Regions from separate parts of the Mus musculus genome. Here region 2 is linked to region 1. The links are chromatin contacts, called in public HiChIP or PLAC-seq maps. All regions are on one chromosome and are shown on one strand. Each heading gives the region's core, a stretch centred on a gene start, on an enhancer-like site or on the middle of the called end of the contact. The rest is flanking DNA. Distances are from core to core; before and after follow the strand shown.

What was found. HiChIP or PLAC-seq counts read pairs in DNA pulled down with a chosen protein or histone mark.
Region 2: an HNF4G HiChIP or PLAC-seq map of pancreatic cancer cells shows a contact between it and region 1. The contact joins two enhancer-like sites. A contact is called at or near these places in 3 of 115 datasets of contacts at active chromatin or transcription factors (cardiomyocytes, microglia and pancreatic cancer cells).

Annotation. Positions count from the first base shown.
Region 1 is chr10:99,187,213-99,193,888 of GRCm38.p6, forward strand. Poc1b (POC1 centriolar protein B) reads left to right here. Exons shown (of 12, transcript NM_027740.7): 11 at 5,570-5,785. Among named protein-coding and RNA genes, the nearest start is that of Gm34574, 42 kb to the right of the region's middle. Within about 2 kb of position 3,744, at least 9 of the 459 cell types and tissues checked have an H3K27ac peak or open chromatin away from gene starts, as enhancers often do. A contact at or near this core is called in pancreatic cancer cells, where this site is marked.
Region 2 is chr10:100,051,396-100,058,071 of GRCm38.p6, forward strand. It overlaps Kitl (kit ligand), which reads left to right. Exons shown (of 10, transcript NM_013598.3): 2 at 451-564. Among named protein-coding and RNA genes, the nearest start is that of Kitl, 39 kb to the left of the region's middle. Within about 2 kb of position 3,911, at least 43 of the 459 cell types and tissues checked have an H3K27ac peak or open chromatin away from gene starts, as enhancers often do. A contact at or near this core is called in pancreatic cancer cells, where this site is marked.

The DNA.
Region 1 (6,676 bases), core at 2,494-4,993:
GTCTCTGGGTGATTCTAGACCCTATGAAGCTGTTATTCAAAATTAACCATCATGGTTGAGTATGGTTTGTTTAGTTCGGTGATTGATTGATTGATTGATTGATTGATTGATTGATTTGAGGGGGGCAGTCATGGTGGTGTATGCCTTTAATTCCAACACTTGTAAGGCCAGCCTGATGGACAGAGCTAGTTCCAGGACAGCCAAAGCCATACAAACATCTAGGGTGGGGGGAGGGAAGGCAGGACAGAGGGAGGAGAGAGAGAAAAGACTTTCTAAACTTAGTAAACGTAGTTTAGGAGAAGAAACAGTTCACATAACATTTTCCTAATTTTTATCCTAGAAATGCATTGGAGCCAATCAAACTTGATCAGTTTTCACAAGAATATGTAGTACGCTGTTCAAAGTGAACAGCCTAGTGTTGTAAGCCTGTAGAGATGAGTATGAAATCTTTGTGGTAGCCCTGTGACAGATTCAACAGGGGAGGCCTTTGGTTTTTTTCTTATTTCCCACCTACTCATGTTAGCATGGTTTTGATCTTAGGAAAAGCACCAAGCATAGAGCGATACTCAGTTACCTATGAAAGATAGCCATCCTGCTTTGTCAGGGTGCTCTGGGAATTTGGTGACAGGCTGCATCCTTTGTGCTGATGGTAAACTCTGCTTAGTGCCTCCCACTCTGGCCACCACTGCTGTCCCTCCCATTTAAAGACTTGTAAACCCCAGAAGACACTCCAGCCACCAGGCTATCTGCAGTTTCATTGCTGGTCCCCATGTCTCCATCTCTCTCTGGGCATCTTAGGTCACTTGGTTCCTTTACATCCCTTTGTCTGTCTGTCCTGCATACCCACAAAAACTCCATCTGGGTTCATTGTTTCTCTGTCTATTCTCCTAGCACCAAGGTGGTGCAGTTTGTTTGCCTAGGTAGCTGAGCTGCTGGTCTCACGTAACAGTGACATCTTTAAAGCCCCAGGGAGATCTGCCACTGTCCACCTTGTCTCTGTAATGAGTTAGTACACCCTTGCCATTCTGTGTTCTACAGTTTTCCTTCTGTTTAATAGTTCCTATCAGGGCAGGGGAGATGGCCCCAGGGTTAAAGAGCTTGCTATGTAAGCATCAAGATCAGAGTTTGAATCCCTAAAACCCACATATTGCCAGGTGGGTGTGACAGCCCACTTAGAACACAGCGACAGATGATCCCAGAACAAGTTGGTTAAGTCAAAATTGCCATAACAGCAAACTCTGGGTTCAAGTGGGAGTCCCTACCTCAATTAGAGAGTGTTTAGGAAGACTCCTGATGCCAACTTCAATTCAACTAAAATTAAAATATATTTTGGGGCTGGAGAGATGTCTCAGCATTTAGAACCATTCTGCAAAGGACCCAGATTCACAGCCATCTGAAATCCTGGTTCTGAGAGACTGAAGTCCTCTTCTGGCCTCCGCTGGCTTCTGCATACATAACACACATAAACCCACACATACACATAGAATATTTAAAAATTAAATGTGTCCCTGTGCTCTGCTGCTGGGGTGTCAGCAGTACCCGAGATGCCGTGTGCTGTCTTCCGTTTTGAACCTACCAGCTCTCAAGTCCTCTGCCTCCTGTGTTTTCTGCTCACTTAGCACCAGCCGTGTCTGTAGCTCCCCAGCCCGGTAGAGAGCACTTGAGCATGAGCACCACACCACCTGCATGCGTGGCGCTGGCAATGCTCGGTCTGGTGTCGAGCCCCGAGGCCTTCACTCCCGACACTGACTACTATAGACTCACGTCATCAGCACAAAATCTATACATTGTTGCATTACAATTTTATGATAATGAAATTTCTTTTTAATTTTTAATAATGTGTGCATCTCACTTTTCTTCTCTACAGACAGGAGGCAAAGGTAGGATTGGTTGGTAGAAATGAATCAGTCACTACGTAGGTTCTAATTCCTTTGATAGAAAGACATCAGTTGGCTGATGCTTTGGGTAAGGACTGGTTGTTTTTCTTCCTGCCTGCCTGCCTCCTTTTCTTATCATGCCCATATGTTCTGTGATGGTAATCTGTTTTTTGTCTCCAAACAAGAAAAGTACTATTAAACTTTATTGGAGTTCCTTTATTGCTTTGACTTCCGATGTTCCTAATCTTTTACCCCCCTGTTTTCTTCTTAATGACCAGTGTGACTGCATTGCGCAAGTTCATTGATTGAGCTGCTCTACCGACTAGGTTGGGACCTGTTACCACGAAGGGCTGGGCTTGTTGTTATCGTGATTATTTGTGGCTGCGGAAACACTTCAATGTGTTACTTATGACTCCCGTTTTCTAAAAACAAATGGGGGGAGGGAATCTTGGTTATAGAGAGCTTGCTTTCAACTCGTGATGATAGCACTGAAAACTTGGTATGATAATTAACACCATCAGAAGTCAAGACCTGCTAGTGTTAGAAGATAGAGCCATGAGGAGAGACCTCCTGGAGAAGAAAGGTAATAGGCAGCTAGTCGCCATACATGCTGGTGTTTACAATACTGGAGGAAAAGAAGACGCCATGCTGGTGAGCAGGAGGCCTGGCTTTTGGGTGGGGGGGGGCAGTGTCAGAGATGTGTCTAAGTACAGGACAGTCAGGCAGAAAGCTCAGTCTGAAAAGGACTTGGCCTTGCTAGGAGAGCAGAGAAAGTCGTAGAGAAGCATTGAACAAGAGAGGCCGTCTTTGAGCAGGAGTTTTTTCAGGGGAGGGTGAACGTGAATATATAGAAACACTGCCTCAGTAAACAGACTCTGGGCAGCTAGGTCTGCTGAGCCCAGTGGGGTTGCAAAGAGGTATTTTAGACCTATAATCAAAATTCGCTTAAGAGTAGTGACCCGGGGCTGGCTGCTCTACCAAAGGACCCAGGTTCAATTCCCAGCACCCACATAATACATTACAATTGTCTGTCATGTAACTCCTGTCCCAGGGGATCCAATTTCCTCACACTTGCAGGCAAAACACTAGTGTACAGAAAATAAAAATAAAAAAATCAAGGAAGAAAGAGAGTCACGCCCTGGAGCTGAGGACAAAGCTTAGTGTGAATAGGCCCCGGCTTCACTCTAGCTGATTATAATAGTGGATTCTCGGGTTATTTTCAATAGTTTTGACAAATACTGAATTATTATCTCTATATATGAGGGGAAATCGAAAGTTCCACCGTCCTAAAAAATGGTAGAACGTCAGGAAAAGCAGTGGCCTCGTCCCACAGCTCTGTGTGTGGAGGGCTTCTGCATCTTTTAGACTTAACATTGGTTCTTCGCTATATGTGGCATGTGTGTCCTTGGACAGGCTGGATTTTGTTCAGTGTCTGTCTTGTTTGAAAACTGAGAGTACAGTTTGGAGCGCCGAAAGGATTGAGCCTCGCTAGCACACCAAAGGCGGCCATGGAAGCCAGCAGAGTACCTGCAGAATCATTGAGAGGATAAAATCAGCAAATATGGAGAAAGCGTGGAGCAAGCTCCACATGTTGCTTTGTCAGCAGAGCTACCCCGAGAAACAAACCTCTGCCAGGAACCCCCAGACCTCTAGCCATCACCAGGAATTTAAGACTGGAAAAACAAACAACCCTCTGAGGCATGTATTTATTTGTGTCCTATTTTCATAATAACTTTAATGAGAAATTTTATGTAATATAAAATTGACTCATTTGACGTGTGTACTTCACTGGTACTTATTACACAAAGTTGTGCTTACTATGACTAATTTTTTAAATGTGCATACAGTGTCTTGAGAGGCCAGAAGAGGGCGCTGGATCCCCAGGGACAGGACTAAAGGTGGTTGTGAACCACCATGTGGTTGCTAGGAATTGAACTCTAGCAGCCAGTGAGTGCTCTTAACTGCTGAGCCATCTCTTGAGCCCCTAAAGAACATTTTGTCACTCCCAAAGGACTTTGAAAACAGCGTTCCACCCCACCCCACCCCCAGCTGCATTCCCAGTGTCTCCTTATTGTTCTTTGTACTCAGCCCCTGGGTTTAGTACATTACCATATTTTCTCATTTTGATTTTTTTTTTATAGAAATAGTATTGGCTAATATTTAGCCTTTGGTGTCTAGTTCAGTGCTTAGAATGTTCAACTGGGTTGTAAAACTCATTATAATGTTTCCCATTTTTTGTGAACAAATAATCCTAGTGCAGATTTGCTGTTTTGTGTTTCTTCCGTGTCATGGATTCTTCCTAACTTCTTGAACATCATGATCACCGCCGCCCTGAACATTTTCACACAGCTTGCGTGGATAAGTGTTCACTCTCTTGGGTTTAGATCGACAACTGGGTTTGCTAAGTCATATAGTGATTTCATATTTAATGTCTCCTGGCATCTACATTTGTCGCTCACCAGCAGTGTGAGGGCTCCCCGTTCTCAGCATCCCGCTGACACGTGTTACCCTGCGTTGTTCTTTTCTGCCATCTTAGTGCAGGTGAAGTCAATGTCCTTGCAGTTTGGATTTGCTATTGCTGATAATGTTCAAGATATGCTTGTGAGATTATTGGCCATTTGTGTATCATTAGCTGTTTAATTACATTATGTATCTGTAATCCTTAAATTGCAAATCTTTGTGTCGTTGTACAAGGCCCTTATCAAGTATTTGATTCAAAAATAGTTTCTTCCATTTGTTTTCGCTATCTTGGTGGTATCATTTTTATTATACAAATTATTACATCCAATTTATTTTTTACCTTGTCATCTTGATCTTGATGTTATGCATAAGTACATTTTGTATAGTTCAGGAATATCTCACCCAGGCCACATGTATCCTGGACAGCAGTGAATACAATTGTCATGTTGTGTCAACAGGTGGGACAGTCCCAGGTCCAGATCAGGAAAATCCTGATTCTTTCTAAACGTTTTATAGTCTTAGCTCTTCTCTTTAAGTCTCTGACCTTTTTTAGTTTTTTGGGGTTTTTTTTTTTAATATTTATTTATTTCATGTATATGGGTATACACTGTAGCTGTACAAATAGTTGTGAGTCTTCGTCTGGCTGTTGGGAATTGAATTTAGGACCTCTGCTCACTCTGGTCAACCCCTCTCGCTCTGGTAGACCCCGCTCTCTCCAGTAGACCCCACTCACTCAGTCCCTGTTCACTCTGGCCCAAAGATTTATTTATTATTATAAATAAGTGCACTGTAGCTGTCTTCAGACACACCAAAATAGGGTGTCAGATCTTATTACAGGTGGTTGTGAGCTACCATGTGGTTGCTGGGATTTGAACTCGAGACCTTCAGAAGAGCAGTCAAGTGCTCTTACCTGCCGAGCCATCTCACCAGCCCTCTGACCTTTTTTGAATTAATATTGTATATGACATGAAGTCAGAGCACAAGTTTATTCTCACAAGTGTATCTAGTTTCCCCCACATCTTTTGTTGAAACAATTTATATTTGTAAATTTTTCTCTACCTTGCTAGCTTTGTTTCTTTATTATAATTTATGTACTCTGTTATATAAAGAAGATAAAATGATTCATAAAAAGATAAATCTGGAACTGTTAGATATATATTTATATATGCATATGTGTATATATACTGTTTAAGTTTGGAAACTTTGTTTCTGTCTTTTCCATGACATTAAAGATGACGGATTCCACCTATCGAGCTGTGCCAGGCAAGGGTGAAGACATCTGTAGGTATTTCTTGAACCCTTTGTTAATGCCAGAATGTTCATCCACAACTGTGAAAAAGAGACCAGAAGATGTAAGTGATGTGCCCTCCGAAAGCCTGAGGAGCGTCCCGCTGGCGGTGGCTGACGCACTGGAGCACATTATGGAACAACTCAACATCCTAACCCAGGTGGGCTGGCCTGGCGCCACCCTGAGTAAGATAGGCAGAGCCCTCCCGGGATGCAGGATGTGAGACTAACAGAGCAGGGGCGTTATCCTGGCAAGGCAAACTCAGTCAGTCACTAGCAAGGCACTTAGGGCTAACCTGGTCTGAGAGAATTTATATAGAACAGTATATGTGTGCCTCTGTGTGTGTGTGTGTGTGTGTGTGTGTGTGTGTGTGTGTGTGTACATATGTACACATGCACTTTGTTCTCTCTGGCATTTGTATCATCTGTGCAGACATCAGTGGTAGTATTCTGTGCTATAAATGCCAGTTGGTCCTAAGCAGTAACGTTCTATCCTGTGAATTTGTGATGTGGTATATTTATATTAGGTCACATATAAAGAAATATTTAATAGCATAAGAAAAATGTACTGTAAGTAAAAACTCCTGTATAGTACAAAATATTGCCAAAGTTTATAGTCTTCACTGAAAACACTCTGCCAGCTCAGTGTGTAATGTAGAGCTCTCTCCAGAGTTTCTTCTACAGGAGAAGGAGGCTTGTCTTCCTATTAAAATCTTAGCCAGTCTCTTAGGAGCATTTTACCAAAACAAAGAATAATAATAGACATGAAATACTGTACTAAAAACCTCCCAGGTCTTGGGAGGTATGGACCTAATGTATATAAGGGAAGTCTTGTGTTGGAGCGGAGACAGCAGTAGTGCTCCCTCTGCCTTTGTGGCCCTCTTCCTTCTGCACACTTATGCTTTGCTGTGTGCAGCATTGTTAAGTGCACACACTGGCCACGAGTTACACAGAGCAAGAGGTGAGCACGGGAGAAAGAGCAGGGCCAGCCTCTTGCCCAGAGTGACTAGTTCAATCTCAGAGGCTCCTGCGTGGACATCACCTCTGGTCGC
Region 2 (6,676 bases), core at 2,661-5,160, 860 kb after region 1:
TACATTTAAAAGGAGAGTTGGTTCCCTTCAGCCTTAGGCTATGAATTTTATGCATTCCTACTTTTTTCCGAGGTCCCCCCTAAGTGATAATTCTGTTACGTGTTGCTACAAGTTCATCCCTAATTGCCATCAGGAAACTGGCTGGAGAACGCTTACAACAGAAGTTAACAGTAAAGCCATTGAAAGAGTAATTCAAACAGGACTGAAGCCAGGAGTATTTCGTTGTTGCTGCTCTTTCTCATTTCAGTTTGGCGAGAGCAGCTTGAATGCTTAACATTTAAGCCATCAGCTTAAAACTGAAAACACCCCTCCCCGCCCCCCCCCCCCCCCCCCGCAGCTCTGGTATATTTGCATTTACCACATATGGTATAAGGTGTTACTGGTTTGCATAATTCTGGATTTTTTCTTTTAAAGATGGACACCAAGAAATGTTTCTGTTTTTTTGTTTAGACTTGGATTATCACTTGCATTTATCTTCAACTGCTCCTATTTAATCCTCTTGTCAAAACCAAGGAGATCTGCGGGAATCCTGTGACTGATAATGTAAAAGACATTACAAAACTGGTAAGTAAGGAATGATTTTTGGCATCTATGAATCTTCCCTGTGCTTGCTGACCACATAGATTTAGGGCACTCCCGACACAAGTCCCTAGAATCTGAAGTGCTTTTTCTGGGCCAATGGGAGATGCGTACACCTTGGAGGATTTGTCCGTGTAACTGGCTCTTTGAACACCAACAGAGTGACTTTGGTTCTTAGCTGGTCTTGTCTTCTCGGTCAAAGACAGAGACTGGCTTTTCCCTATTATCTACTGAGTGGGTTTCTCTGTGTGACTGTGTCTGCCATGTGCCTTCCTGCTCCTATAGGAAGCATAGGCACAGGACACCTATCACAGTCCTGTTCCCCATCGGCCCAAAGACTGACATGTCCTCCCTCACCAAAAGCCACTCTGCACACGTGCGTCTTCATCACCACCAGCTTCCTGCTTCATTTCTTTTGATACTTCTGTTAAGACTCAAGTCAGAGAGCAAAGCACAATGGAGATGCAGTATTTCCTACTCTCCTGACTTAGGAAAGAGATTTTGTATTTACTTGGACTATTGAAAATGATTTCGGTATCATCATAATTTGAGCCAGGCATGATGACATACACGTACAGTGACTCAAGGAGCTGAGACGGGAGACTCGTGAGCTGGAGGACAGCCTAGTCCTATGTGATGACCCAAGATAAAGGAAAAATGGTCAAGTGAACATTTCTCAACTCTGTGGCTCTAGGCTGTTTTAAAATTGAGTAGGGAACACAGCTGGTACAAGGATGGGGAAGGAATAAGAGTTGCTAGATGGAGACAAGAAATAAAATAAACTTAATGATATTAGTATATGAAACAGTGAGCTCTGTCTTTAGATATGTATTTCTGTGTGTGTGTCTGTGTGTGTGTGTGTCTGTGTGTGTGTGTGTGTGTGTGTGTGTATAGGGGGGGTTGTCCGTAACAGAACTTGAAAATCAAAGCAGAGTTCTGTAGTTAGGGCTTAGCTAATTTATCCTCAGTGAAGAATCACTCACACACACACACACACACACACACACACACACACACACACACACACACACACACACAGGATTTATGCTGATTCCTTGACATGCCAAGACATTCCAGATTTAAAAGCATTCTTGCCTAGTGTGCACAAGGCCCTGAGTCTGTTCCCTAGCACTGAAAGTCATAAAATAGCTGACAGTGTACGAACACATTACTTGAAGTCTGGTGAGCAAAACAGTACAGCTTTTGCCTATTGGCTCTTCAGCTCAGTGTTGAAAATCTGATGTATGGGAAGTCGGGCGGGGTGAGGGGGGGTCGTGATGAGGAGGAAGTAGTTTTGGAAGCATAGATCATGAGCCTTTTCTTCAAGTTTCTTGTTAATTTGTGACCCAAGAAATAATGTTTTAAAAGATGATATGTGTTTTATTCTAAGTTCTGTGTATAGCAGTAGAAGCTGTTCATTTGTTTACCCACCCTTGTGTGTATGTGGGGGTGGGGATGGGGTCCTAAGGAACTGTGTTTGTCAAGTAAGCACTTTATGTTTGAGTTACATGTATCACCAGCAAAATATTCAAGTATTTGAGAGATTTGTTGTTTTCTTGTGTGTGTATGTATGATTTGTTTTGTTTTGTTGCTTGAAATAGGACTTTCATGTGCAGACCAGCTTGACCTCATCAAATCTCTGATCTTTTTAATCCATGCAGGGATTACAGGTATATACCCACCATACCAGGCTCATTGTCCCAATTTTCTTTCCCATTGTGAATAAGAAAAACAACTTAAGAGAAGGGTTTACTTGGCTTAAGTTCAATTCCAAGTTCTATCATCAAGGAGAAATCAAAGGGGCAGGAATTTGAAACACCTGGTGACATCATACCCTCGGTCAGCAGAGAGCAATGAATTAATACATGGATGCTGGCGTTCAGCTCACTTTCTCCATTCTAATATAATCTGCATGTCAGGCGCAGGGAATGGTCCCGCCCACAGTGGTTAGGTGTTTTCATACCAATTACAGCAATCAATATAACCCCCCAAAGATATGCTCACAAGCCAACCTAACCTAATGTAGGCAATCCCTCAGGTAGGCTCCCTTGTTAGGTATTTCGAGGTTGTCTCAAATTGACAATTAAAGCTAACCATCACACCCATCGTCCAGTGTTGTTGGGTGAATGGAGAAAGGACAGACTGCACTTGGATACACATCACCATTGCCTGTGGTGCTTATGAAACACTGGGCCCTGATCCAAGGAACTGATTCAATAAGCCTGGGAAAGTGTCCAGGCATCTACATTTTTCATGAAGCTCTGGAAAGAGGTTTCAGAACAGTTTGCTTTAGATGGTCTATTCTGTCAAAAGTTTAGAGACAAAGTGTTCAAGATATAGCTCCGTGCAAAAGCACTTGCATGTGTGAAGCTCTAGGTTCAATAGCTAATACCAGGGGGGAAGGAGGGAGGAGGTCAGAGGTCATTATCTTCCCTATAATTTGGTCCCATTGCTACCTCCAAGTGATTCTACATTATGCAGATTTTAAGCATGTCTATTAATACAAAGCTCTGAAGTATGCTTAAAGTAGGTCACTGGAAAGTGATCGTCTGGAGCTGCCAGTATACTGGTGGATGCTGAGAGCAGACCAGGGGAGCTGCAAATTTCAAATAGGTGGTCGTGCCTTGGAGAGATGCTCAGAGGTCAGGAGCACTGGCTGATTTTTTAGAAGACCTGAGTACTGTAACTCCAGTCCTAAGGGATCCGATACCCAACTTCTGACCCCCTTGGCACTAAGCACACACATGATGAACAGGATATGCATGCAGACAAAGGACTCCTACACGTAAAATAAAATACATTGTAAACATAGGGGGTCCATTTGTTGGAAGATGAGGGTGTATCTGACACCAGGCTGAACATCTGAAGATGAATGCAACGCTGAAGAGATGTTTCTGGTAGGTGTTATTGCAAAGTGGCGGAAGGAACATGACTTACGAAGTACCACTTCCTGTAAATGTGAAAGTGGTATTTTCAGGCAGCACAGGTGGGTATTACAAGCAGCTCCTAAGATTCTCTATGCTTGCCTTTTGCTGCTGATTATGACCTTTTAATAATCACTTGTAACTTAATAAAGACCTATACAGATATACATTTTAAAAAAAAACAACCGACTCCAAAATCATTAAGATGAGAAAGAAGAAACATATGGAAAGGGAGAGTTTGGTAATGGTGACAGTAAAATATAATTTCTTACTCTGAGTGCAAATGTTAGTCACTGTGCAATAAAAAGGAAAAAAAAAAAAAACTGCCTTCCAGCACTTGACTCAGGGGAAAATCATCCAGGAGTTCCTCTAGCAAGCTCAGTATGTTTTCTTGCCTATTTTATATTAAGACATTTGAAAGTAAGTCAAGTTAGGAATAGCAGGCTCTGAAGATCCCTTGTTCCTGAATAAAGACTGATGCCATCTGCAGCCTGTATTTTATAGAGGAGGAAACAAAAAAGTATAACCCAACCTCTGAGAACAGAAAATTATTGATCGAGTTTGGTGAGTCAGTCCTCTAGCCTACAGTGTGAGTGCCCCACTGTACCAGTACCATAAGCAGTAGGGCCAGCAAGAGGGCTCTGCAGCTGGAGGATCTTGCTGACAAGCCAAGCCAACCAACTCAGGTTCTACCCCTGGCTCCCCGATAAGGGAGGAGAAAACTGACATTTATAAGTCGTCTTCAGACCTCCACATAAGCACTCTGGCATATGGCTGTGTGCACATGTGTGTGTGTGCAGACACACACAATAAATGAATGAATAAATAAATAAATAAATGCACTTACTCTTTAAATTTTTTCACAGCATAGCATAGGATCCAATTTGTGCTCATGTATACCCTGGCTAACATTATGAATTTGGGTATGTCTGTGTTTACATCCTCACTCTTTTACATTAGGTAAGTAGTTACCTTTCTAAATCTCAGTATCCACTTTGTGATATATATTAAACAAGTTTTTTTTTAAGCCAGTTATTATCACATAAATTCTCTCTGTCCCAGTTTTCTTGCCATTTACAATAAATTTATTATGCGTAATCTTAGCAAATGATTATGAGAGTTGAAATAGAGGAGTCTCTGGACAAGTGCCATTTGCCATTTATGGTGGTGGTAGTGTACTGGGTGTCAAGGGAATGTGGAGATGACCTATCTATAAACATAAAAGGAAACTAAAGTGTAAGGGAGCTGAAGGGGACCCCCAGGGCCCTTTGCCTCTTCGTGCCTTCAGGGACAGTAGCTGTCAGTGGTTCCTAGAGCCACCAAGCCTTTCGACTTTTGTTTATACATCCATGCTTCCAGATTGAACTTGGCTTGACGTAGATTTGAGCTTCTGAAAGAATGCTCAAAAGCCACTGCTTTAACCCAAATTTGTAGGCTAGAAGGAGCCCAGCCCCAGCAATCTCTCGGGGAGCTGTGTGGTTCCCAGTGCAGAAGTGCTGAGGTGCAGCTTGTGGCTGTGGGTTCAGGAAGCTTCATGTTTTCCTGGACGGTGCAAGTCGATGGTGGTTTGCCCAGAAACTGCAGGGCTGGCCTCTGTTTCTCCCGGTTATAAAGAAGTTAAGCATTTCCTATGCTAATCCATTAGCTTCATTCCTTCAACAGGAGTGACTCCTGAGGTAGCAGATCATTGCAGAGTTTCATTTAAAGGATGGTAGGACTGAATACCTTGGTGGAAGCTGGGGCCATGGGGTGGTTTGAGTACCATCGAATACCTACCTGTTCATCAGTCCATAGGCAAACTACTGAATGCAGAAATGAGAAACATGGATGTGATGAGGGTCCTTAACACTTCAGACTCTACATTGTACTCTCCCATGCTTTTTGTCCATTTTTTGTCCGAAGGAGCCACGTATAGCTTTCCTCACTTCTCAGAGAAGTCAGGGGCCCCAGGAAAATCTATGTGATTAGAGAATTTCACAGTCCTTCTCAGCTTTATATCATTTTACTCCACAATGATGTCTCATTAGGTTGGACTGCCTAGAATAAATCAATCTTGTCAGACAAAAGGGAATAGGGATTTGTATGGAAGAAGAGGACTTGGTTTTATAGGTGTAACCCTTCCTCTCCTCCTCTTCTTTTCCTCCTCCTCCTCCTCCTCTTCTTTTCTTCCTCCTCCTCCTATTCCTCCTCCTCCTCCTTCTTCTTCCTCTTCTCCTCCTCTTCTTTTCCTTTTCCTCCTCCTCCTCCTCTTCCTCCTCCTCCTCCTCCTCCTCTTTCTTCTTCTTTATGATTTTTTGTTTTGCCTTGCTATGTGCTCACAGTTGGTTTTTCCAGTGGAGATCATTGCTCTGTGCTCTCTACCAGCTCTGTCTTTACAGTAGGTGGCAGCTTGCCCTGTGCCACAGACTCTATGTTTGCTTGGGTGATACTCATGCCAAAGAAGCATATGATTTATCACTTTACTTTTTTTTTTTTTTAATTTCTTCTTGGACATTTTGTACTGCCCCTATGGTCCCCATGGCTTTTATTTGAAATTCTTCTGGCATGTTTACTTAGCATAATAGTTCATCTATTTACAGAACATTTTGCTTTGTTTTTGAAAAAAAAAATGTTGCAAGACTTGTTTTCAATGGCAGAGTCAGACCTACCTAAGGAAAGAGTCAAGTAACTGGGATAAGGATGAGCCAAACTTAAAAACGTCTATGGATAGTTGCAGTGTGGTGTTGAAAGTGTCTCAGTGCTCGTTTAAGAAGGAATCCAAATATTAAACTGGTTCAAGTGGATTCTTCCTGCCTGCTCTCCCTGTGATTCTTCTCATTTGTGGTACTCTCGTCCCTTCACTTGGGGGGAGGGCATTTAGTCAAATGTGAATTTTGAATTCTTCCTAGCTGTTCTGTTTCATCTTTAAATATCTGCTGAATCATGATTTGTCTTTCTCAAAACGTTTTCTGAGGTAGATTGATGTTCATGATCGATGACGCATTGCCAGCAGCCTGAGGAAAATGAACCAGCTGCTGTTTATGAATTACCAGGCTAATCTAATGAATTTTATTTCCTGAACCAACTTATCTTATGGTGATTGGGAAGCTATTGCATTTAGAAGCTCAATTACTATAATTTAGCTGGAATCATCATCATATATATTTTTTCACAAGATATATATAGCTATATAT